Regions from separate parts of the Mus musculus genome. Here all the other regions are linked to region 6. The links are chromatin contacts, called in public promoter capture Hi-C maps. All regions are on one chromosome and are shown on one strand. Each heading gives the region's core, a stretch centred on a gene start, on an enhancer-like site or on the middle of the called end of the contact. The rest is flanking DNA. Distances are from core to core; before and after follow the strand shown.

Region 1 (3,559 bases), core at 289-2,788, 900 kb after region 6:
TCTTTCTTTCTTTCTTTCTTTCTTTCTTTCTTTCTTTCAAGATTTATTTATTTATTTCCTGTATGTAAGTGTACTGTCACTGACACACCAGAAGAGGGCATCAGATCTCATTACAGATGGTTGTGAGCCACCATGTGGTTGCTGGGAATTGAACTCAGGACCTCTGGAAGAACAGTCAGTGCTCTTAACCACTGAGCCATAACTCCAGCCCAATACTATCAATTTCATGTTCCGGGCTTATAGTAAGAACTCTGAATCCAGGATAATTCTACAACCAAGCGACTCAGAAGGAAATACCGCCAAATGGAATTAGGCTAGTGGTTCCGCCTTTTAGGATAAAGGATATGGCACATTGTAGAGATGTCAGGGATTAAAAAAAAAAAAAAAACTAAATACTACAGGGCACCCCACATAAAATACCTTAATTATTACACATCTTACATCTGAGAGCCCTAACACCATCACCATCTGAATATTCTCATGTTTGGATATGGGCAGTCCTGCCCTACCCACCCTTAAGAAACTAAAGGGCAGACACTGAGTCTTTTTGTTTGTTTGTTTGTTTGTTTGGGGAGGGTTTCAAGGCAGGCTGTCCTGGAACTCACTCTGTAGACCAGGCTGGCCTCAAACTCAGAAATCCGCCTACTTTTGCCTCCCAAGTGCTGGGATTAAAGGCGTGCGCCACCACTGCCCAGTTTTGAGTTGGTTATTTATTTATTTAGCCATTGTGGGATTTCAGAATCATTTTTATTTGCATTTCCATGATGACTAAGGATTTTCAACATTTCTTTTAGATTTATTTGGGAATACTTCTGCTGCCTGGAGATGAGCTAACTTGAAGCCCAAGGATAGTAAGTACCATGGCTAGAAAATTCTCAAAGACTGAGGTAAGGCTGGGAGCTCCACCTTACCCCTGAGATGCTAGCTGCAGGAAAGAAGCAAGCTTTACTGGTACCTCTGCTGTGAACCCTGACCATGATGAGTCACCCGTGTGCCTACTCATATTGCCGTGCCTAACATTTCTGCTGGTTTATTTTTGTTTGTTCATGCTCTGTAGCCCAGGTTGACTCCAAACTCATTTTATGTATATGAGTACACTGTAGCTCTCAGACACACCAGAAGAGGGCAATCAGATCCCTTTACAGATGGTTGTGAGCCACCATGTGGTTGCTGGGACTTGAACTCAGGACCTCTGGAAGAGCAGTCTGTGCTCCTAACCACTGAGCCATCTCTCCAGCCCCCAGACAATGAATGAGTCTTAAGGGCTGCAGACAGGCATGAGCAAACATCGTTTTCAAACAGCTGTGTAAACGGCTTCTGGACAACTGCAGCGGGCTTCAAACGATGCCTGCGTCACGGAGTGACCCTGCATTCTGGGAAGTCACCGAGCCGACCATCCGCTCGCTCATCTTGGCGGGACTGGAGCTCCGCACAGGGACCGTCCGCTTCGCGCGCGCCTGCGCACTCCGTTCGCGGGCCGCGCGAAGAGTCTCGCGATACTTAGGCGTGCCTGCGCCTGCGCAGGCGGCGCTCACATTCCGGGGCTGTGGCGGCTTCTTCCTCCCGCGTCCGGGGCCCCGCGGTGAGGGCTCCAGGGAGTCGGGCGCTGGCGTGGCCTTCGCCGCCGCCGCCGCCGGCCCTCTGCCGTGACTGGACAGGGCCGCCCGGAGCGGGCGCGGCCGGAGTGAACGGAACGGGCGGGAGCTTTCCTGCCTATGGGCGGCCCCTGGGCGCTCTGAGGGCCGGGCTCCGAGCGGCCGAGGTAGGGCGCGGGGCGGCGGCTGGCGCGGGGCCCGGCGAGCGGGATGCGGGATGCGGCGGCGAGCGCGGGCGCCTCCTTCCTCCGGGGCGGCCTCCTTCCCCGCGGTACTTCCGCCCGGGCGCCCGCCGGCCTCGCGGCAAGCGGAAGTCACGGCGCGGGCCGCGCAGCCAGGGCTGCAGGGTGGGCGCGGGGCCGCAGTCTCGCCCTGGAGCTGCGGTCGTCCCCGCATCCCGAGAGCGCGGCGGGGAACGCCTCGGGGTCCCGTTAGGATGCTGACTTGGGGAAGCGCCGTGGGGCACGGCTAAGGAGCGCAGAGAAGACAAAGGAGACCGTTATTTATGTTGTGTAAACTTCTCGGGAGGCGGGAGCGGAGCAGCATCCTCAGTGGTTGACACGGCCTCCCACACTTGTTTAGAATTATAAAATCATATGTGATTATATACAGTAGTTAGCTAGATAGTAACAAAACACCGAGGGTTGTGGGATATTTGATCCTTGGAGGAGAACGGCGTGTGGGCCTTTGAAGCTTTGCTATATTTACAAAGCTTAAAGGTGCCTTGTGAATTTACTAAAAATAGTTTTTTTGGGAGCAATGTCTGCCACATTCAAGGTAAAAAAAAAAAAAGAAAGAAATGTGATTGTTTCATTGGAAGACGGCAGGATTAAACACCCACAGTAAAACTTAAGGGAAAGCAGGTCGCAGCAGACCTTCAAAACTACTAATTTAGTCACAGTGAAACTCCTCGCTGGCTTCCTTAAACTTACCGGTGCACCATTTTAAAAGATGCTTCTTCGTTTGTTTGATGTGTGCAAGGCATTGGGGTCCACCCCTAGTACCACAAACAAAACAAAACCAACTGTAGCCTTTGCTTTGCAACACGATTTGTTCTGTTAACTCCTAGCTTATGTTCCACCCACGTCTTAAGAGAAATTCCTCCGCCCACTTTTCTCAAATGTAACCTGCATCATTTTAGTGAACTTTGCATGGAAAGAATCCAAGAATAGCTGGGAAAAAAAGCAGTTAAGAGCGTGTACCAGGCTTGAAGAGAAGTAGGGTTTGGCTCCCTGCACTACGGTGCACTGGGAACCAAATGTAACTCCATGTGTTGCACCCCGGGGGGACTCACACTCATTTGTTCTCATGTAGACAAGCATAATTTAAAACATAAGGTAATAGCTGACCAAGCATGTTGGTTAACACCTTTACACCCATTACTTTCTTGGTGAGGCAGGAGGATTGTTATGAAGACAAACCTCAAAAATTAAAAATCCCCAAAAGCAAACCAAAGAATTATCAGCAGGTAGGTCTTAGAGTGGAAAGAGGTAGGCATTAATGCTAATGTGTTAGCCAAATGCTGAAATTTATCATGCATGTAAATATATGTGGTGGTTTTATACACAACGGACTTTATAGTGCCGAAATAGGTTGTAAGAATATTTTTTCTGGGCTGGAGAGATGGCTCAGTGGTTAAGAGCACTAGTCGGTCTTCCAGAGGTCCTGAGTTCAATTCCCAGAAATCACATTGTGGCTCACAACCATCTAAATAATGGGATCTGATGCCCTCTTTTATCATGCAGACATACATGCAAATGGAGTACGCATATGTATATAAGTAAGCTTTTTAAAAAGAATATTTTTTTCTATATCTGGAAGTCCCGTGTGTAAGAGAAAGAACTCCCACCTTACTACCTCATTTTTTGCTTTCTATGAAGCTCAGGGCTCGCTATGCCTCTGGATTCTCTGATTCAGCTTTCCCAGATAAGATTTGCAGGCATTCTTGCACATCTGTGTGTGCA
Region 2 (3,447 bases), core at 371-2,870, 740 kb after region 6:
AGTGGATTCAATAGGCTCTCACTGAACATTCCAATGTCTTCACACTTGTGTGCCTAAGCCGCTGGTTGGCCTACTTCTGCTCCTTTACACACACCATGTTTTCCTGCCCCAGGGCCTTTGCTCATGATACCATTGTATTCCAGTACCTGTCCATTTGGCTCAGACACCTGTCTCAGACCACTGCCTTGGGGGCTTGCTCTTGTCATTCAGGGCTCAGGCCCACACATCCTCCTGACCTACGGTTTCATTTTCTCTATAACATGCATAGAATATAGGATCCTTCTATGGGTTTCTAAGCTGTTGCTCATATTCACAGGGTTTGGCAATGTTTACCATGTGGCAGGATCTGACTAAGCAAGGACATGGGTGAGCGGGGTGAGGTGGTCCCAGCAGGCTAGTTCATGTCATACTCACCGGGAAGGCCAGCTGACAGATGGGGTCCACCCAGGACTGGCGGTGCTGTGCAGCCAACAGGTGGCTTCGCTCAGTGGTGGTAATCAGGAAGGCACCAGTGTCCCTGGGACAGCTCTCGCCATCCGCAGGCAGGACAGATACACAGTCAGCCAAGCGTATGACCCGGCGTTCCCCTCGACGGCTGGGCCCTGTGGACCTGTCGCCTGCTGGTCCCAGGCCACCATCACGCACGTCCCAGCTTTCTAGCCGAGCTACCCCTGATGGGCCTCCCGCATACAGCAGAGCCCACACTTTGCGCCAGCATTTCTGTAAGAAAGGAGACCCTTGGGAAGAAAGCCACCCCTGCCCTTTGGCTCTGTGCAAGCTGCTTAGCAACTGGCTGGCTGACTTCTGCCTTCCTAAGACTTTGGGCTACAGAGGAAGGAGGAGGCCTTGCTGGGGCTGGGGTAGGCAAGGAGAAGTCCATACTTGGGGTTGGTCAGCCCTGAGTTCAAATCACACCTTGCCTTCATCTGGATGACCTGCACAGTTAATAGTATCTAGTGGTTGGAGCAGAGCAACTGACACTGTTGTTACACAACCCAAAAGGGCACTTGGGCCATGGGCTGGGTGGGGTGGGAAGCCGGCCTCTGCTTCATGCTGGTAAGGAAGGAAACATGCAAATGACATCTAGCGAAGGAAACAGACGGTTTATCTGCCCAGGCGCAGCTGTAGCTCAACTGTGGGTGTACAGTCTGATGCTCAAGGAGAAAAAAATAAAAAAACGAATCCTCACCCCATCTCCTCCCCAGTACCTGGAGAACCAGCCTTTGTCTGCTCCATCCTCGGAGGGCTCCTGCCATACAGGCCCTGGCCTTCTCCAGGAGCCTTGGAGCCATTATATACATAGGTTTTGATTCTTATAGTCCTCTCGTGGTCTGGGCATCTCTACCACTATATGAAGCAGTCTTACAAAGGATGCTTCATCCCTAACCTTCTTGGGCCAAGAGCCTCCACTCTCAAATTGCCGGGTTTCACCTCACCCAGACCCCGTCCCCAGTTCCCTCAGGTCTAGTTAAGCTGTGGCTAAGCAGGGGTTTCCCTCCTCTGCCCACGGCTGGCAGCCTGGGGTTCCCACCTTGCCAAACTTTACGTGCTGCTGGTAGAGGATGCCGTCTTTGACCGGGGGCTCCACAGACTCCATGGCCACCGCAGTTCTGAAGTTCCGGGGAGACTGGTACAGGCTGGACAGGAACTTCTCTTACTTCTCGTTTTTTGGCCACTTCCCCCTCCCTCTGTCCAGAGACAGCTGCAGGGCCAGGGGGAGGGGAGCCCGGGCTTCACTTAAGGGACAGTGCTCAGAACCAATCTCTCCCTTAGGGTTCTTGCTGCTCCAAGGAGACCATACCTGCCTATGGGGAGCTTGAGGCCAGTGGGGTCGGGGATGGGGTGCAGGGCAAGGACCTCCTCTTGCACATGCACCTGGATCAGCCGGATCTGAGTGTCTGACCACAGGGTGGACACCCTGAGTCATGAGCTCCGAACTCTCCCCCATTCCCAGCCAGCTGTGTACCGTGAGGAGGGGAGTGCACAGCCTTGGCCCCTTCTCTTTCCACATTGCTCAACTGGCTGCCATTCTGAGTGGCACATTTGCCTCTCTTGTAAAACTGGGATCAACCCAGGGCCTTGCGTGTGCTAAGGCAACTGCTGTTATCACTCAGAAATATTTCTAAAGCTCACTTTCTTCTCTCGATCTTCACACCGCCTGGACCCTCCCTGGCTGTGTCCACCAATTCTGTTGTTCCCTTGAGTCTAGTCTGGGCAACTCCACACCATTTGTTCTTGCTTGCCTTTAATCCCTGAAGTGCAGTTCTTCAGATGAGGCCCTTCTGGGCACCCCTTACCACTGCTCTGCCCTGCCACAGGTAGCTGCTTCCTCCTGGAGGCCTTCCCTGACTGCTCTCCAAGGCTGGAGAGTGAAGCCCCACACAACAGACATTTTAGGCAGCAGGCCACAAGGGCTCCATATCCAGTCTCACTGTTTGTCATGAGTGTAGGCGGCAGGCCCCCAGTATGCTCCCCAGGGAGGTCACATGCTTTAAAGGGTTGCTTCCTGCCCAGTGGCTTTGCCCTACCCCACCTGACCTGCCTTGTTGGAGGCCAGTATTGGGGCTTTGCATGAATACAAATTATGGAAGTATCTTGTCACCTGTGTAATGTCACCTTGGGTAAGAATGCTGTAACCCAGCTGAGGAATGCTGTTTGGGGGTGGGGGTGTCACACAGTACACATGGAAATACATCCACGAGACCTTTGGCACCTGGCTCCATGCCCACCGTGGTTGTGGCCCAGGCAGCTCTAAGCTCATACAGCCTGATTCTGCCCTCTTTTCTCATTGACAGTTCAGCGATGAGGAAATCAAGGCTGATAACTTGAGTAACTTGCCTGAGGCCACACACCGAGTGACAGCCAGCCTGAGCAACTGCTGCCTTTGCTGAGTCAGCACAAGCCTTGCAGAGTCCCCGTGCAGAAGGGCTACGAGGAGACACCTGCAACCTGCTGTACCTTTCCTTTGGCCTTCTTACTGCAAGATGACGTCCTGGTTGGTGGGCCAGCCAGTCTTGCAACATCTGCATGTACACATCTTACCTGTGGCTCCCCAGCTGTGGCAGCATCAGCCTGGCTGGTTTGTCTTTATAGCCCAGGGAAGAATGGGGCAGGACAGAGTTAGAGGGTGCCTGTGGCCAGAATGACAGTTCTGTGGCATCTGCCACTTCCTCAGCAGACAGAGCAGAGGACTTCTGGCTGGGAACTTGCACAGGCAGGGAGGGCAGCCATTACAGGAAGACTAAAGCTGATGGCAGTGTCAGACAGGAGGGAAACCAGGGACACAAACATTTCCCTGTGACCCCCTAACAGTGACTCCCAAGTTACAAGGCATTCCTGACCAGATACCCTGAGCCCAGATGGGGACACCAGCCAGCAAATCTGTTCTATAGGAGGCTGGCAACTCTGGAAGCTCCAGATGTCTTGCCTCAGGGTGGTACTGGAGGC
Region 3 (3,426 bases), core at 754-3,253, 730 kb before region 6:
TCTTCCAGGGAAGTAAAATTGCCATCCAAGGGCCATGTAGGTTTTGCCTTGTGCCAGCTTAGCTGCACTGGAATGAAGGATATGAGAACAGACAAAGTCCATGCTACGCTAATCAGGATGAAGGCTGCCTTCGGAGTCATCTTCCTCTCATACTGGAAAGGGCTGGAGATAGCCCAATACCTGTCCACGCTGATCACACAGAGGTTAAGGATGGATGCCGTGGAGCACATGATGTCAAAGGCTACCCAAATGTTACAAAAGGACCCAAAGGGCCAAAAGCCAGCAATCTCAGCCACAGCTTTCCAGGGCATGACCAAGACAGCCACCAAGAGATCTGACACAGCTAAAGAGATGACAAAGAAGTTGGTCACCTTGGACCGCAGGTGTCGAAACCTGATGACAGCGGCACAGACAAGGGTATTCCCTAAGAGAGTGGACAGGATAAGCAGGGACAGAAAACAGGCTGTGAGGATGCGAAAGGAGAAGTCCCTCTCCACTGGCAGGCCAGTCTCATCCATGGTAGAAGTGTTAGGAGCCATCTTCCAGAAGGAAAGCACTTCCGGTGGCTTAGCCCTCACGTTCTTGGCCAGGCTTAGCCAGACTTCCCCCAATCACTCACCACCCAGCCCCTTCTCCAGCCCCAGTTGCTGTCTGGACAAAAGCACAATGGTGTTCCATCAGGAGCATCTCCATAGCAATCCAAGCCATACCAGGAAGAAGAGCCGCTTGCTTTCCACCTGTCTTCTGGGTTCAGTGCTCCAGGTCGCTGTTCCCTGGCATCCGCTGGTCCCTAGATTCCCCAAGGAATGCATAGGCTTTTAAGCATACTCTAAGAGTCTGGGGCCTCTTCCTGGTCAATCTCAGTCACTTTTCGGGGATGCTGCCTCTTCTTCTGAGACACAGCCTAAAATACATGCATTTCTCCTTCAAGCCCCTGGTGCCACATCTCTCCAAATGCCCTAAAAAGCAAAGGGAAACACAAAGTCGTTCACCAATACTCTGTGCAGACCTCCTATTTGGCTACACAAAATCTCAGCCCATCACCCCCTGGACAAGTCCATCAAGACCACCTACCTTGCTTTAGAGTCACTTCTCCCAAAACCCCTGGACTCAACGAGTCCCTCCAGCAGAGCAAGTGTTCCCCCTCCTCATGCAGAAAAATCTCTGGGATGGATTTGGGAAAGGAATCCCAGGCCAGGTGCCAGGGAAGCGGCGCCCCTCCTGCTACCTTGCCCACCTACAGATTGCTGCCCCCGCCCCCAGGAGGGTTCTCGGAGCTTCCTTGGGAGAGGAACCTCCAGGACTGGAACAGCTTCTGTCCTGTCTGAGGAAGCCCAGCTCTGGGCACCCCTTTGGCTCCTCGTTCTTAGGGCAGGACCCTGAGCCTCCTTGGGGAGCCACCCGCTCGCTCCCTGTCAGCAGTGGCAGGAGCTCCAGGCAAGCACAACAGCTCGAGCGAGCGAGGGCACCGGCCGGCTGGGTTCCAGCGGGGCACAGCCCACCCCGCCTCCGCGTCCCCTCCCGGCCCCGGTGGTGGGCTGAGCTTGACAGGCAGAGTGGCGGGCGACAGCCACACGTGGTTCACTGAAGGCACAGCTGGAGCAGGGGTGTGGGACGCCTACCTAATCGCTGTGCCCTCTCTGGCTACCTGATCCCCCCACCCCTCCCCGGGGGACCCTGGCACAAGACAGAACCTGAGGAACAAATCCTGATGCTCAAATCAAGTAAACCAAACTCTCGTTCAGCGCCTCTCCGGGTCAACTCCAAGTTCCACCCAAAGCTCGGGGTCAGAGCTGACCCTACCCACACCCACGCCCTGCTAGTCCTGGACACTGCCCACGTCGCTGAGTTGTCACTGAGTGCCCCGCAGCAGGGGTACGGGAAGCCCCAGGACGAGAGTGCTCACCGATCTGGGAGACCACGCTCCCCGACTCCGCCAACCCTGCGCCCTCTCCTGTGCCGCTCGCTCTGCTCTCCGCGCTCCGCCCGCCAAGGCGCTTCTGCGGTCAACTCACGAGTGCAGCCCGTGACCCGCGCCCCACAAGCACCCCAAACACGGTGCCGCACTCTCAGCAGGTACCCGGCGCCCTCTGCCGGGGCCTCTGGTTTCCTACACCCCGCCTGCGCCCTAGCAGGTTCAGATCACAGGGGCCTCAGCCAGTGTGTGTAACCAAGATGCAGGGCCTCGACCATGCTTTTCCCTGTCCCCTTCTGCCAGAATCTGGACGGTGAGAGGCAGGTCTTCCGCGCTCTAGCCTCCCTCGTTTGAAATGCCCCTAAAAACTCACAAGAATAAGAAGTCCCTTTGGCTAGCATTTTATTCTCTAAGCCATGATTTTCCTTTTGTGTCCCCTGTGTGCCAAGGCTGGAGCAGCAGTGAGAACAACATGTCAACTTATTGTGCAAGTGATCAGAGACCTGGCATAAACTCAGCAGCCTCTGTGTCCCCTAAACACACACACACACACACACACACACACACACCTCATGATGTTCGACATCTTGCAAAACTCCTTCCTTATTGGCTTGCACAGCTTCATTTCATCTGTGTGGACAGTGATGCTCAGAAAGACTGTGGGCTCTACTCCACGTTAACACAGTAGCTAATGAAGATGGTGGCCTGTCTGCCTGACTGTCGCTTGCACAGCCGTGTCTAGGATGGAGCCCACTATCTAAACAATTAGCACAGGGATAAAGCAGAGACAGGAATGTGTGGCCTCAGAGACGTTTAGTGCATAGACGCAGCCCCAGAGTGCCTTCCCATCTGTGTGAAAAGAGATTAAGTATGGAACTTGGAAATCACTTTGCCTGGACTCCTGTGCTTACTGATGTAAAAATTAAATGAAATACTTATTTAAGAGTTGGGACCAGATATGGACTCAGTCAGTCCTTGGTGGCCAGAAATTCTTCAGAGACCAGTTAAAAAAAAAAAAAAAAAAAAAAAAAAAAAAGGTAGTAGTCTTGTCTCCATGAGAACCACACACCACACTGAATGCCCGAATTTTCTCTATACAACCTAAATAGCTCTCCTAATTAGCCAGCAGAAATCATATCTTGGTTTTGGATGTAGTCAAATGATTGACACCAGTCCTCCTCCACCTGTGCTCCCGGTTTGTCCTCCCACTGGCAGTCTTGCTGCCACACACCAAGTTCCACAGACTGGTGATCAGACATATACCCCAAGAACCACATGCCTTTAGAATGGTGGCTCTCAACTTTCCTAATGCTGCAATATGTGGCAACCCCCAACCAAAAAATTATTTTGTTGCACTCTATAACTGTAATTTTGCTAGTGTTATAAATCATACTATAAATATGTGATATGCAGGCTGTCTGTTATGTGACCCCCCCCCCCCCCACACACACACACATACACATAAGGGGTCAAAATTCACACATTGAGAAACTCTGCTTTAGAGCCGTGAG
Region 4 (3,508 bases), core at 611-3,110, 720 kb before region 6:
CATGTGTCAAGTTGATTAGAAAACCAGTCAGGACATTGGGTCTTTGCTTTCTCTCTCAGTCCTTTTTCAGTCTGCTTTAGAATCAGACTAAGGACATATGGAAGTTCTGAGTATAATGAATACCATTGAAAATGTCTGAGAAATATTGCTCCAAGCTCTGCTCTCCATGTTTGTTTTATGAATTCACTTGCAATTGAGTTAGTTTTCTGTTGTCTAAGGCAGTGTATCCTACTGCCTTGTGATGCAGTATATTCAGGAGCCACAGGTATGGTGGGGAGGTTGGGCAGTAAAAGAATTCACGCAAGACAGTACTAGGTATAAAGGGACATGTTTAACGAGCACGGTGCAATGGGACAAAGCAGTAACAGACAAACTATCTTCTTGGCTTAGACCAGTTTTTAATGTGGGGACTGTCTTGGTTTCTTTTTCTGTTGCTGTGATAAAACATCCCAACAAAAGCCACCCAAGGGAAGGAGGAGTTTATCTTAGGTCACAGTTGGAAAGCACAGTCCATCACCCAGTGGAAGTCAAGGCAGCTGGAGCTTGAAGCAGTGGATCAGAAGGCTCCAAGGCAACAGCTCTTTTAGACCTATGGGTATTTAATTTGATCAGTGTGGCCTTGGTCACATCATCCACACTCAGAAGGAGCACTGCTTTTCTTTACAATGTTAGTAGGGCCTTCTGGGCCAGTCTCCCACAGTAGAAGCCCCTAAAGGTAGAAGCCTGATCCCCACTCCCACCCCCCATGTTCCCCTCTGGTGACCTTTTTTTTCAGCCTGTCCTGGATGTCTGATTGGCTGGATGGAGCTCCTCATTGATTCTGGTACAAACACATCCTTTCTTTTTTACCATTCTTCTGTGTTTGTAACTGTAGGACAATCTACTCCTTCAAAGTGTTTTAGCTGTTTTGGGCTCTTTGTTTTCTCATATACGTTTTACAGTCACCTTATTGGGATACAGACAGACACACTCAATGGGCGCGCGTGTGTGTGAGCGCACACACACAGAATCCAAATTCAGTTCGGAATCTCATTGCTTGTAGAGGTTATTTGGGGTAGAATTTCTGTCTTTAAAAAAAGGGGGAGGGGATTTATCTACCTGTGCAGAGAATGCAATTCGTTATTTGTTGTATTGTGCTGGCCTTCAGAATGCGTCCGAGATTCTATGCTTCTCTCCTCATCGTCCAACCTGGTCTAACCAGGTCCAACCTGACTAAGCTCATGACCTCTGGTCTGCACCTCCCCTATGGTCCCATCTCTGTCCAGCAGCCAGTGACTCTTTTGAAGGTGGCACTTGTATTGTCTAGTTTTTCTTAGAGGGCTGGCTGTGCCAAGCTCCCCCATTTTAAGAAGCATTAGGGGCTGGCGAGATGGCTCAGTGGTTAAGAGCGCCGACTGCTCTTTCGAAGGTCCCGAGTTCAAATCCCAGCAACCACATGGTGGCTCACAACCATCTGTAACGAAATCTGATGCCTTCTTCTGGAGTATCTGAGGACAGCTACAGTGTACTTACATATAGTAAATAAATAAATCTTTAAAAAAAAAAAAAAAAAAAAATACCTAATAAAAAATGGAAAAAAAAAAAAAAAAAAAAAAAGAAGCATTAGCCCAAATGAATGGAGGAACAATGATGATGGGTGGTCTTCTAAAAAAAACCAAATTGAAAAACAGTGGCATTGACCCGGGCTGCGGCTAAGATGAACTTAGGAGTTCTCAGTGTGGCCAGAAGCAGAAGCGCGGGCACATGGGGCGTGCGCAGACTGCGGAGCTCAGCAGCCAAAGCCATGAATGACACCGAGGCAGAGGCAGGAACCTCTGGGCGGGGCCGCGCGTCGTGAGCGCGCGTCGTGGCCGCGCTCCTGGGGGCGGCGCGCGGGGCCGCGGCGCTTCCGGCAGCTGGAGGCGGCGCCGAACGGGACCGAGCGGCGCGGGTGGCGGCCGGGTAGGCGGTGAGTGGCGGGGGGCTGCGGAGCGCGCGCGGGGAGCCGGAGGCGCGCGGGATGGCGCAATCTCGGGGGCTGCAGGGGACCCAGTAGGGTCCACTGTGCGCGCTGGGGTATGCCTGAGGCGGGTTACGTACGCCCGGGACCTCGTGAGTCCGCAGCTCTAGACTGGGGCTAGGGAGGCCTCAGCGTGGAACTGATCTTGTGGAACAGATGTGAAAGGGGAGCATCACGCACCGTGCCACGCGTCCCTAGCCACCGCGTGACGAAACATGCTGGGTGCAGGCGGCCAAGATGGCTGCCAGGGGACTGTCTCCACGAGGATGGGCGCGCGCAATTGCCAGGTGACCAGGTGGCTCTTAGTAGCTGGGACCCGGAGGTCCGCGTGGAGATCACTTGGTGGCCGACCTCCAGCTCTTAATCTCTTCAAGGGACCGAAGTGTCCCAGGTAGAACCGTGGGACCCTCACCCTCAGCTCCCACATCGTGTTCCTGCTGATCATCTCAGGTTCAACCGCCTCCAGAATGACAATGACCACACTAAGGTCTGTGCCTCCGGAGTTAGATCTCTGACTTTTGTATTCATCCAATGCTGCCAAATCCATAATCCAGATTTGAAAACTGAGGCATTAAAACTTGAATAACTTGCCTAAAGTGTCACAGCTGGCCAGGGAGAAGAGCCAGGCAATCCGAGTATATATATTGTTTCCACTTTGTCCCTCAGTGACGATGTGACGATTGAGAGACCTCGTGGAAAAGCGTAGTTCTGCTGGATTTCAGAATTTGGGCCTTTACCCGGGACTCTCCCTTTATAGTTTTCTCACACTCCTGATCCCTCATCTGCTGCACCTACTTTGGGTGCCTCTAGTCAGCAGCTCTCAACTGTGGTTGCATATCAGAAGTTTACATGACGATTCATAACAGTAGCAAAATTATGTTTATGGAATGGCAACGAAATAATTTCATAGTTGGAGGAATCACTAAACCATGTATTAAAGGCTACAGCATTAGGAAGGTTGAAAACCACTGCCTAGATTTTTCTCTCCGTCCTTGTTCCAGGCAGAGGCAGGAGTAGAGAGGCGAGCACTGAGGTAAAGAAGAGGACTTTGTGGGTCTTAGAATGCTGGACTCAGGCTTGCTGTGTGAAGGAGAGCTGTTTAGAGGACAAATGGAAGTTCAGCAGGAAGTCCCAGAACCTCAGGCCACCCCTCCCCACCCCCCACCCCACCCCCCTCCCAGGACTGAGGTTGTCACATTCACAGCAATAACAGTGTTTGGGAAGAGTTTGTTAATTCCCACCCAGCTCTGATAAGGAATTGCTCCATCTGTGTACTCAAGGGTGCAGCCAAAGGTCTGCAAAATGGAGAGAGTTGTGCTTAGTTTTCTGTAAAAGTTTGGTGAAACTATCCCGGGGTGTGCAGCAAAAGCTGGCTGAGAGGAAGCATCCCCTTTCCCCTCCTAACTTCTGCCAAGAAAGCTGTGAAGACAGCCAGGCCAAAAGGACTCATAAAGCAGTGGGGCCACTTTCTCTTTTATCTAAACTGTGTGTGTGTGTGTGTGTGTGTGT
Region 5 (3,718 bases), core at 1,153-3,652, 810 kb after region 6:
CAAAAGGGGCCCAGAGGTTGATTTTAGTTTGTTACAATTGTCCTTTCTGGGGCTTGAACAACTGGTATCAAACCAAGCAGAGACTTTGGTGCTGGTTGGAAACAGAGCCTACAGAGTCTTAGTTACTGAGTTTATTTTCAATGAATGTGGGTTTGTTACATTGGTTTCCCAATAAAAAAGAAAAAAGAAAAAAAGGAAGAAAAACTGTTCGTGGTTACTCTTTTTTTTTTTTAAAGATTTATTTATTTATTATATATAAGTATACTGTAGCTGTCCTCAGGCACACCAGAAAAGGGCATCAGATATCATTACAGATGGTTGTGAGCCACCATGCGGCTGCTGGGATTTGAACTCAGGACCTTCAGAATAGCAGTCAGTGCTCCTAACTGCTGAGCCATCTCTCCAGCCCTGTAGTTACTCTTGGTGGGTGTGATGATACTTGGACTTAAGAGAATGGAACAAGGCCAGACGTGATGGTGCACAACTTTAATAGCAGCACTCAGGAGGCAGAGGCAGGTAGATCTCTGTGAGTTCAAGGCCAGCCTGGTCTATGTAGTGAATCCAGGACAGCCAAGGCTATTACACAGAGAAGCCATGTCTGGAAAAAACAAAAAGAGGGTGGGTGGGAGTAGTAACTTCCAGAGGGCACAAGGCCTCACACTCCAGGGTAGTCTCCACCTGTGAACATCACGATCTCCATCCTTGCTATGGTTTCTTGTAGCGGGCAGGTGCTGACGGGTTTGTCAAAACCATCTGACATTGCTCACCAAGAGTGCCAAGTGTCAACATGACAAATAACGGAACACTGATTTAAAAGCAGTTCATTTGGGTTTGTTTTGTTTTTTTCGAGACAGGGTTTCTCTGTACAGCCTTGGCTGTCCTGGAACTCACTTTGTAAACCAGGCTGGCCTCAAACTCAGAAATCTGCCTGCCTCTGCCTTCCGAGTGCTGGGATTAAAGGCGTGTGCCACCACCGCCTGGCTAATTTGGGTTTTTATGTAAAATTTAGTTTCTTGAGTTTGAGGTCTAACACTAGAGCAACAGGTCACCTGACTGTCTTATCGCCTGATGGCCCTGCCTAACTGGTCTCTGCAGGAGGTCAATCCTGCCTTTAAGATCTGCCACATCAGGCTGGAGAGATGACTCAGTGGTTAAGAGCACTGACTGATCTTCCAGAGGTCCTGAGTTCAATTCCCAGCAACCACATGGTGTCTCACAACCGTCTGTAATGGGCATCCGATGCCTTCTGATGTGTCTGAAGAGAGTGACAGTGTACTCACATATATAAAATAAATCTTAAAAGAAAATTAAAAAAAAAAAAAAGGTCTGCCCCATCTATGGTTGACTTGGTAAGTTTCTGGTGTGGGATGCAGAGCCCTAGGTGAGCCACAGAGCAAATCATTGAGTTGTGTTTGTTAGGGTTTAAGAGGGGAAAGAAAGTTAAGAACAATTAACTTAACCAATAGTGAAGATCTACCTTGAAACAATGCACTTGAAATTGGAGATCATGGATTGTGGCTGGAAAGATTGTGCACACAAACCAATGACCTGCCTGTGCCTTGGTCCTTTCATCTTCACAATGGAAATAATACCTATTCATAAAGACTGAATAAAAGCACAGCCATAAAGAACTTAGAACAGGAGCTGGAGAGATGGCTCGATGCTCTTCCAGAGGTCCTGAGTTCAAATCTCAGCAACCACATGGTGGCTCACGGGCTGACAACCATCCGTAATGAGATCTGATGCCCTCTCCTGGACTGTCTGAAGTCAGCTACAGTGTACTTACATATAATAACTAAATCTTAAAAAAAAATGAGTAGCACAAAGTAAAACTTAATAAATGTTAGGTACTTATTAGAATATTAAATTTTGCCTGAAAGAACAGACATGAAGTCTAGTAACTGCCTCTCTTTTCCCAGGTGGGGAAGAGGGGAAGAGAGTAGATAAATTCACACAGGCAAAGAGGCGGCTCAGTCTCCTATTCATTCCTTAGGTTCTCAAATCGGACGACAGCATTTATATAGTGTGACTGTGCCAAGCACTGCACCAAATGGGTTTTCGTTTCCTACAATGACCACACAGAATACGAACAATTTATATAACCCAAGTGATGAAACCGTCACAGAGAAATCGACTCGCCTCAGCGTTGTTAAATTATCAGAGCAGTGTTTGAAGCACAATCAGTCTTCCGAGATCAGCTCCGAATTCTGAACTGGATCTTATGCTCCAAGAGTACGTGCTTTCTCTGCTGGGCTGACCGTAGGAATGCTGCGATGATACCAGCCTTCACTTGGGGGAAAAAGGAGGAAGATGTACCTTATCCCAGACGTTCTGTTATGCAGTACACGTCTAGTTCCAGCTAGTCTCTAGCTTGTTTGGTCGCCTTTGACTTGGGTGATGGGAGGGAACTCCCTTTCTTGTGACATCCAGTGGGCCCTTGTATGTAGTGAGAACCTAGCTAGGTCCCGCCATCGGTTCTCCAGACAGCAGAACCTTATAAGCTGTGGCTCTGAGGTGCAGCCGGCCCAACCGGAGGGACGGACTCGGCGGACCGGGGGGCGGGGCGGGGGCGGAGACGCCGCGTAGGCTGGGCAGGCCGGGCAGCGGGGCTTTGAGCCAGAGCCCCATGTCCTGCTGTGTCCCGCCACGATGTTGCCCTCCCGGAGGAAAGCGGCGCAGCTGCCCTGGGAGGATGGCAGGTGAGCGGCCGCAACGGGCAGGAGCCGCGTCCCCCTGGGTGCCATTCCTTTTCTCGACCTCCTGCAAATCTTAGCAGCCCTACGCTGTCGCATCTGGGTTTCTGGGGGTCACCCTGAGTGTTTGTGGTTCTCTGGGGGTGGGGGGAACGTCATTGGTATTGTCTGCACGGCTCTCTTTTCCTACTAGCTTCTATTCTGCGCGTCCCTGTGTCTGGGTCTCTGCCTTGCTCTCTCCATTGATCTTTTTGTTTGGACCGCGAACTAGTCCAGTGGCTCTCAACCTGTGGGTCGCGGCCCCCTTGGGTTGCATATATCAGACATTTATGTTACGATTCATAACAATAACAAAACCACAAATGTGGAATAACGACGACATTTATGGTTGGGGACCACCACAACCGTGAGGAGTTGTATAAAAGGGCTGCAGCAGTAGGAAGGCTGAGAACCACTCTTTCTCCTGTGCCTTTGTGTGTTTGTCTGTCTGTTTTCATGTAGCAGATGATTCTGTTCGTTTCTTACAGCGGATCTCTCTGTGTTGTGGCGCTGAAGGTCTTTATTTATTTATTTATTTATTTTCTGTCTGCCCCGTCATATCCATGTGACTTCAAATCCTATCCTTCGCCTTCATGCCCTCTCATACTTTGCGGTTGGCCGGGAAGATCACACCAGACAGAGCTTCCTGTGTTCTCTTCCTGGTTGGTTAGCCATTGCCTGTCTTATACTAGACACACCCAGTAGTTCATTTCCTGTGCTGCTGTACTTGTGTGGGGGTCTGCTTTAAGTGTTAGGTGTGAGTCTGGCTCATACCCGAGTTTAAGATATTTCTCACTGAAACAGAATGGCGGAGGTGATTTTCCTGCCTAGATTTATGGGGCATTACACTTTTAGGCTTGAAGCATCTTTTTGTTTGGACCTTGGGCTAGTCCAGTGGTTCTCAACCTGTGGGTCGCGCCCCCCCATGGGTTGCATACATCAGATATTTATATTATGATCCATAACAATAACAAAGTCACAGGTAT
Region 6 (3,267 bases), core at 237-2,736:
TTACCCTCATCAGATCTGTAGCTTGGGTACCCATCCTAACACCTGTTCCTTCCCTGGACCAGTTGTGATTGGGTTCTCCCTCCCTCCCTCTTTCCCTCCCTCCCTCTTTCCCTCCCTCCCTCTTTCCTTCCTTCTCTCCCTCCCTCTCTCCCTCCCTCTCTCCCTCCCTCCCTCCCTGTCTCCCTGCCTCCCTCCCTCCCTCCCTCCCTCTCTCCCTCCCTCCCTCTCTCCCTCCCTCCCTCTCTCCCTCCCTCCCTCTCTCCTCCCCCCCCCCTTCAAGTATGGACTAGGTTAGAGAGGAATTTGTGTAAAGACAGGTAGGACTGGGAACTGGGAATGCCCTGCACAGCCTTCCCATCTGAAGACAGTCCTATGGATTCTGTGTGTCTCCTCCTGCTGAAATGATGGATGGATAAACCTTCATGAGTGAAGAGATTACAGTGGTAGTTAGGCTTCACCGTGGTCTTGTTAGGAGGGATTCACTTGATGCTGATGATGCTTAAGGCCCTTTCTGTATCTAAATAAACACTTCTGGAACAAACTTGGAATCTAAATATTTAAGATCAGACGTACCTAAACCTGCATCTGCTCTGTCCTGTTTTGCATCAGAAGGACTCTGGTGAATCCCAGGTATCAAGGCAGTCAAGTAGGTATGGGACAGGGCGACCATAGGAATAGGCAAAACAGAACAGGCGTGGCATGGCACGCCAGCCTGTTTGTATTCAACTACACTGTGTGTGAATGCATGGCACTGTTCATTGGTCCCACTATTCCCAACCACTTATCCCTGGGGAGTGGACTCCTCTGGTTCTTGAATCTTAGACTGGAGATCCACTGTAATTATTCACACTTGGCTCACCAGCTTTGCCAGTTGGCTCATCTGGGGCCTCTGGAGGACTTGGGGAACTTGAGAGAAGCTAACTGGAGGACGGACTTAGAGAGGAGACGGGGACTCTTCAGAGGTGGGGGTTGCAAGGGGTTGAGTGTGACTGGGGTGTAGCCAAAGCCTGGCCCAGAGGCAGGGTCTTGGGGAGAAGTGAGACCTGTGGACCATAAAAAAAAAAAAAAGACGGATGTCTTGGGCGTGGCTCCAAGAAGGCCGACTGTGGCTCAGAACTGAGGCTGAGTAGGGCGGAGCTCCAGGAGGACTGAGGCCGGTTGGAGGCGGGGTTTGGGGCTCATCAGAGGCGGGACCCGGTTTAGAGGCGGAGCTCGAGAACAGAAGTTAGCTAGGGCAGAGCCTTGGGCGGGGCGTAGGCGGGACTGCGGGAGGACAGCGGCTAGGCATGGGCGGAGCCTGAGAGGATTAAGCCCGGCTGGGGGCGGAGTCGTGGTTATGGGCGGGGCCCGTGAGGACTGAACTTGACTGGGACGGGGTCGTGGGCGGGGCTCCAAGAAGACCGAGCCTTGCTGGGGCGGGGTGTGGACTGACACTGTGGGCGGGGCCGGAGCGCTGTTGGAGGGCGGGGTCGGATGAGGGCACCGCACTCCGGGTGTGGCTGTCCGAGCGCCGTGGGCGGTGCCACAGCGGGCGGGGCAGCCGGTGAGCTGTGTGGCTTTGACCATGAAGCCGCAGCCACCGGGCTAGGCCCGGGGCTGCTCCAGGCCTGGGCGGCCCGCAGAGGGCTGGGCCGGTCACCGGCTCGGGTTCCCGGGACGGCAGGTGGCCGCTCACCATGCCCGGCAAGCACCAGCAATTCCAGGACCCTGAGGTCGGCTGCTGCGGGAAATACTTCCTGTTTGGCTTCAACATTGTCTTCTGGGTGAGCGCGAGTCCGCTTCTCGCTCTGCGCTGAGGATAGGGGTTAGGGAGTCTCAGTTGCTGGTGAGGGAGATCCCGTCTCAGGAGCTTGCGACCAGGGACTGTCCCCCACCCCCTCCACCCCGATGCCCCGTCCCCAACTATTCTGGGGAGCTACTGGGATAGCTGGGGGGCGGGACCCAGTCCCAGCAGGAGGTGCTGGGAGTCTCTCTTTGCAGCCCCAAGTTTGGGCGAAAAAGGGGGCGGCGTTTGCCGGAAGACTGCAGGGGCGCGGTAGTTGCGGACCAGCCCCGCCCCGCCTCCCGGCCACTCCAGCTCCCAGCATGGTGCGGTGAGGTTCGCGAGGCTGGGTCCTAGCCCCGAGTCTACCCTACAGACGCTCAGAAGCTTGTGAGCCAGGAGGTTAGGAGAGAGGAAAGCCAAGGCCTCTGCCTCTGCAGGGAGAGGAGCTCCAGTTGAGAACAGGGAACTGTCCCTTGGGAACAGAATTCAGCATTCCATAGCTGACCAAACAAACAGAGGCTTCCTTCTGTGTGGCATCTGTGTCCTGGTCCTGCCAAGTCATCTTTCTCTTCTCCCTCCCCCATCCTATCGCCAAAGCCGGGCTGTGCTTGCTGTCCTTTATGCCAGGCCTTTCCCACTTGCATTCAGCAGGATTCAGCGGCTCTGTTCTCCACCCACGAGCCGTCGGGTTTGCCCTGTGGTGGGTGTCCTTGGATGTCAGCAGTCTTCTGTTCTGTAGGGTGTGGGCAGCTACAGGGAGCGCTGGCCTGGAAGTCAAAGGGCCTGAGTGTAGCAGGCCTTGTCCAGAGGCTTTTGGGCGAGCCTCTTTGCTCTCTGGGCTTTAGCTTTCCAGCCTTGGAGGAGCCAGTATTGGAGTTTATCCTTCTGGGTTGTTAGATTAAACGAGAGTTTTTTGTTGTTGAGACAGGGTCTCACTCTAGCCCATTCTGGCTTGCAATTTGCTGCAGTTTTCCTGTCTGAGTTTCTTGGGTGCTGGGATTACAGGTGTGAGCCATCACACCCAGCTTAGTAACACATGAATTCTGATGAGGCACATTCTCCCGACTGCCTTATTATTATCTGTAGTTTACAGATAGGGGACTGAATGAATAGACGGTAAGAGCTTAAATTATTTGTCTCGAGAAACATGATTATCAGTGGGTGGAGGGAAGGAAGAGAGGCTAAGTAACTCTGGGGGTAGGGGGATGAAAGTCCCAGCTTTGTTCCTGGGCAAGGGTGGGGCGCCTGGGCAGGGGAGTAAAGATGGACAGAACATTAAGGTCCTATGCTTGGGTGGCATGGGGGCAGGCAGGGTTTTAAAGCAGAGTTGGATCAGTTCTCGTTGGCTGTAGGTGTATGAAAAGGTGACAGAGCATCTGGAGATGGGAAGGAATCTGGGACCTTGGGTTCCTGATGTCCCATCTCCCAAATGTGGGATTATAGGTCTGTGCCTCTCTGTCCAGCTCTACGTATGCCATCTGGACACCACCTAGGTGTCGTCT
Region 7 (3,376 bases), core at 67-2,566, 830 kb after region 6:
ACCAGGCTAATTACCACTAGTTGATAATCTGTTGGTGTAGAACAAAATTCTGGAGCCACTTGTCTACTGATGGAATGCATCAATTGCATCTTGAGCTTCCATTTCGTACTGGGTGGGTGTGTTTCATTGCTTGGTTGCCCATCAAATGGGAACCTGATCTGCCTTGCTGACAAACACTGCCGCATATGATGGCTTTCATTAGTTTATTGCCTCTAACCTTAATATGATCACTGTGCTCAGGCCTGACCCCTTCCTTGGGTTTTTCATGGGCTATGGTGAGCTCTGGGGTGTCTCCTCAGCTGCTGCTTCACCAAAGACGTACCAGGTCTGATCTGAAAAGCCCAACAGCTGGCACACGCCATGTCAAATGGGCGGCTTCGCAGGGAATGAAACAGTTAATTTTAACTGCTCAAGCTTGCACTTCCCGAAATACTAAATCTGGCTAGTATTGAACGGTTTTAACTCTTCGCATTCCTTCAGCACGCCACCACTTGAGCTGGGGAGAGAACTCAGAATGAACAAGCTGGTTCAGACTGCAGGATCCTTTGTAATATATAATAATACCGCCGAGCGGTGGTGGCGCACGCCTTTAATTCCAGTACTCGGGAGGCAGAGGCAGGCGGATTTCTGAGTTCGAGGCCAGCCTGGTCTACAGAGTGAGTTCCAGGACAGCCAGGGCTATACAGAGAAACTCTGTCTCGAAAAACAAAAACAAACGAAGAGTATACAACCGAGCCCAGGCCCGTTGTCTGTTCCTAACGTGAGCTCTCTGGCTACCGAGGCAAGGCTGTTAGGTGTAGCCAGAGTCCGCAGTGTGACTCCCGGATTAGTAAGAAGGAGAGAGAGCTCTTTCTGCAGCTCCATAGAGAAGTGGACGGCCTGGGACTGGATAGTGGATTGAGGCTCCTTCGTTTGTTGTCCAGACATTTTCAGTAAAGAACTAGGATCACCACAGCCACCAAATCCCAGGGCCACGCTCCCGGAGAGCGTCGCACCCGCAATTACGTATCCAAGGAGCAGAGACGCGTTGGCTGGTAAAAAGCTCCCGCCGCTGCAACCTCCATTTTGCTTCCTGGCAGAGAATAAAATGGACCTGCTCCTCACTGTCATTTCACTCATCAGGAGGGCATCCGTCTCTTCATCTTCGAGAGCAGCTGTGAGGTAACCTGGTGGCGAGAAACCTGAGCACTGCGAGCCAACTTAGGAAGAGGGAACCCTTGAACTGGGCTTGCCCTCACTGAACATGGCGGCAGAGCCTGGCGCAGCCGATTAGCGCATGCTCACGCTTCAGTTCCCGCCCCTTAGAGGGCGGGATTACAGTGGGAGTGGGAGCGAACTCTGCGGCCCTGCCATAAGTCATCCTTGCCTTTACCGTCAGCCTGATCTAGACCGTAGAGAAAGCATGGAGCCGGTGCCTGCGGCCACGGACGGCGGGGAAAGACCCGCGACGCCGTCGGGCCTGTCGGCTTCTCAGCGGCGAGCGGAGCTGCGGAGGAGAAAGCTGCTCATGAACTCCGAGCAACGCATCAACCGGATCATGGGCTTTCACAGGCCCGGGAGCGGCTCGGGTGAGAGCTTCGGTTTCCCGTCTCCCGCCCACCTCTTTGAGTCTTCAAGCTCCTTCTGCCCACTCCAGCTCGTAAACATTTTGTCCCCAAAATGCATTCTGACCGAACTCTGTCACCGCTCCCTAGGTGACGACCCATATTATATTGTCGCTTAACCCCAGGACGCTCCTTGTTGCTTCCTATTTTCTTGGATCCTTGCCCGGAGGTCGTCTCCACCCTGGCTACAAAGCCTTCGTTCCTGAGTCTCTGTGTACGGTTATCTGAGACAACCCCTATGTTCCTGATTACTCGCCTTTCTTGAAGGCTGTGCATTTTATCCCCAGACCTCCCAGGGAGATTTTCCTATAAGCTCCAGATGCCTTTATTCCCAGTTACTCCCCATGACATAGCTTTTGCCTTTTGCTTCGTAACTCTCGTCCACCACATCAGTCATTACTCAACTGTTGGCTGGTCCGTCCGTTGTGGATTAGAGACCCTATTTCCCTATCTTGGTGGCTATGCTCATTGCTTTCAAAATTATCACCTGTCACACAGGTCCTCCCGAAAGATGTGATGTCCCTGCAGAGATTTCCTTTCATTACCATACATACATCACGTTTCAATAACTGCATTTGCCCTAAGAAAATTCATCTTTCATGCAACCTTGTGTCCAGGACACTGTTTTCTTGTGGACACAATTGAATTCTACTATGCTTGGCCTCTCTAAGTTTCGATTTGGGTGTTTCCTTTAGTAATTGGCTTTTTAGTTGCTCTTTGTGAGCTTGGTAGAACTCAAGAATTTCTCTGAGGCGTTAGAGATATAGTTCTGAACTTCTAGACAATATAAATGAGAGATATGGCTACCACTTTCAAAATCATCTGAAACAGTACAGAAAATATTTTTTTTGTAGTGATCATTCTGAAGATATTCTTAAAGTGTTGGTGTTTGTCTTTCTCAAGTCCCTTTCTTATTCTGTTCTTTTGCTTGAAAAATTTTATCATTTTTAGAGTTCTCTCTTTAAAAGCTAGAACAGCATCCTAAAAGTGCCTGCTCATAGCTGCCCGGGAACAGCAACAGTGGGTACAGGCGGCGCCACACCCTGTGCTCACAGTTAGAAATGCAACTGTAAAATAGAAACCTTGAAAGACTTCAATGATTTTGTATTTTTATCAGTATTAGCTAGTGAAAGAAACTGAGGCACACCTCTTGAGTATTTTGTCTGTGAAAGAGCTATTCTTTATTCCTTGGGACATCCCGTGCTAACTTTGGTAGTTTCTGTCCTCATTGTTTGAACTCCCCTCTGCCAGAGTGCTAGTTTTGCGGCGTTGTATTTTGAAGGTGAAGACGAAGGAGCTGGCTTTGTTTTCTGCATCAGTATTTGTCTGGATTCAGAGACCAAGTTCTAGCAGCAGTGGGAGTGTTTAAGGTGTTTGTGAATATGTAATACACAAGGCTTTATTTTTTCCCCCCTCAGAAGAAGAAAATCAAACAAAATCAAAGCCACAGGACAGTGACAAACTGAACTCCCTCAGCATCCCTTCAGTTTCAAAGAGGGTAGTGCTTGGTGATTCAGTCGATGGAGGAGGAGCTGACCAGCTCGGTGGTGTGGCAGAAGTCAGGGGAACCCAGCTGGGAGACAAACTGGACTCATTCATTAAAGCACCAGAGTGCAGTAGTAAGGATGGAGCTGAGCTCCGGCAGCGGACCAGAGGTGACCTGACAGCAGACCCGGCCCAGAGGGCTTCTCACCACGGCCTAGAACAGTACCTTTCCAGATTCGAAGAAGCGATGAAGTTGCGCAAACAGCTGATCAGCGAGAAACCCAGCC

Evidence for each region. Promoter capture Hi-C pulls out the DNA fragments that hold promoters and counts their contacts. Capture Hi-C pulls out chosen DNA fragments and counts their contacts.
Region 1: a contact with region 6 is called in a promoter capture Hi-C map of pre-B cells, with 2.9 times the contacts expected there. The contact joins the promoter of B230219D22Rik here to the promoter of Tspan17 in region 6. A contact is called at or near these places in 2 of 39 promoter capture datasets (neutrophils and pre-B cells), 1 of 484 Hi-C or Micro-C datasets (muscle stem cells) and 1 of 115 datasets of contacts at active chromatin or transcription factors (large pre-B cells).
Region 2: a promoter capture Hi-C map of pre-B cells shows a contact between it and region 6, with 3 times the contacts expected there. The contact joins the promoter of Dok3 here to the promoter of Tspan17 in region 6. A contact is called at or near these places in 3 of 39 promoter capture datasets (3T3-L1-derived adipocytes, liver and pre-B cells), 1 of 484 Hi-C or Micro-C datasets (embryonic stem cells), 2 of 115 datasets of contacts at active chromatin or transcription factors (pancreatic cancer cells and stem cell-derived neural progenitor cells) and 2 of 9 other capture datasets (adipose tissue and embryonic stem cells).
Region 3: a promoter capture Hi-C map of pre-B cells shows a contact between it and region 6. The contact joins the promoter of Drd1 here to the promoter of Tspan17 in region 6. A contact is called at or near these places in 1 of 39 promoter capture datasets (pre-B cells) and 1 of 15 datasets of contacts at CTCF or cohesin (large pre-B cells).
Region 4: a promoter capture Hi-C map of liver shows a contact between it and region 6, with 2.2 times the contacts expected there. The contact joins the promoter of Sfxn1 here to the promoter of Tspan17 in region 6. A contact is called at or near these places in 1 of 39 promoter capture datasets (pre-B cells) and 1 of 9 other capture datasets (liver).
Region 5: a promoter capture Hi-C map of pre-B cells shows a contact between it and region 6, with 5 times the contacts expected there. The contact joins the promoter of B4galt7 here to the promoter of Tspan17 in region 6. A contact is called at or near these places in 3 of 39 promoter capture datasets (hippocampal neurons, liver and pre-B cells).
Region 7: a contact with region 6 is called in a promoter capture Hi-C map of pre-B cells, with 3 times the contacts expected there. The contact joins the promoter of Caml here to the promoter of Tspan17 in region 6. A contact is called at or near these places in 1 of 39 promoter capture datasets (pre-B cells) and 1 of 9 other capture datasets (adipose tissue).

The regions. Positions count from the first base shown.
Region 1 is chr13:55,691,586-55,695,144 of GRCm38.p6, forward strand. It overlaps B230219D22Rik (RIKEN cDNA B230219D22 gene), which reads left to right and starts at 1,539. Exons shown (of 2, transcript NM_181278.2): 1 at 1,539-1,762.
Region 2 is chr13:55,526,918-55,530,364 of GRCm38.p6, forward strand. It overlaps Dok3 (docking protein 3), which reads right to left and starts at 1,621. Exons shown (of 5, transcript NM_013739.2): 1 at 1,532-1,621; 2 at 415-720. The coding sequence starts at 1,597.
Region 3 is chr13:54,053,655-54,057,080 of GRCm38.p6, forward strand. It overlaps Drd1 (dopamine receptor D1), which reads right to left and starts at 2,004. Exons shown (of 2, transcript NM_010076.3): 1 at 1,907-2,004; 2 at 1-959. The coding sequence starts at 539.
Region 4 is chr13:54,069,985-54,073,492 of GRCm38.p6, forward strand. It overlaps Sfxn1 (sideroflexin 1), which reads left to right and starts at 1,861. Exons shown (of 11, transcript NM_027324.5): 1 at 1,861-1,948.
Region 5 is chr13:55,597,494-55,601,211 of GRCm38.p6, forward strand. It overlaps B4galt7 (xylosylprotein beta1,4-galactosyltransferase, polypeptide 7 (galactosyltransferase I)), which reads left to right and starts at 2,403. Exons shown (of 6, transcript NM_146045.2): 1 at 2,403-2,699. The coding sequence starts at 2,650. Tmed9 (transmembrane p24 trafficking protein 9) reads left to right here. Exons shown (of 5, transcript NM_026211.3): 5 at 1-204.
Region 6 is chr13:54,787,919-54,791,185 of GRCm38.p6, forward strand. It overlaps Tspan17 (tetraspanin 17), which reads left to right and starts at 1,487. Exons shown (of 8, transcript NM_028841.3): 1 at 1,487-1,763. The coding sequence starts at 1,677. It overlaps Eif4e1b (eukaryotic translation initiation factor 4E family member 1B), which reads left to right. Exons shown (of 7, transcript NM_001033269.3): 7 at 1-541.
Region 7 is chr13:55,621,689-55,625,064 of GRCm38.p6, forward strand. It overlaps Caml (calcium modulating ligand), which reads left to right and starts at 1,317. Exons shown (of 4, transcript NM_007596.2): 1 at 1,317-1,568; 2 at 3,023-3,376. The coding sequence starts at 1,403.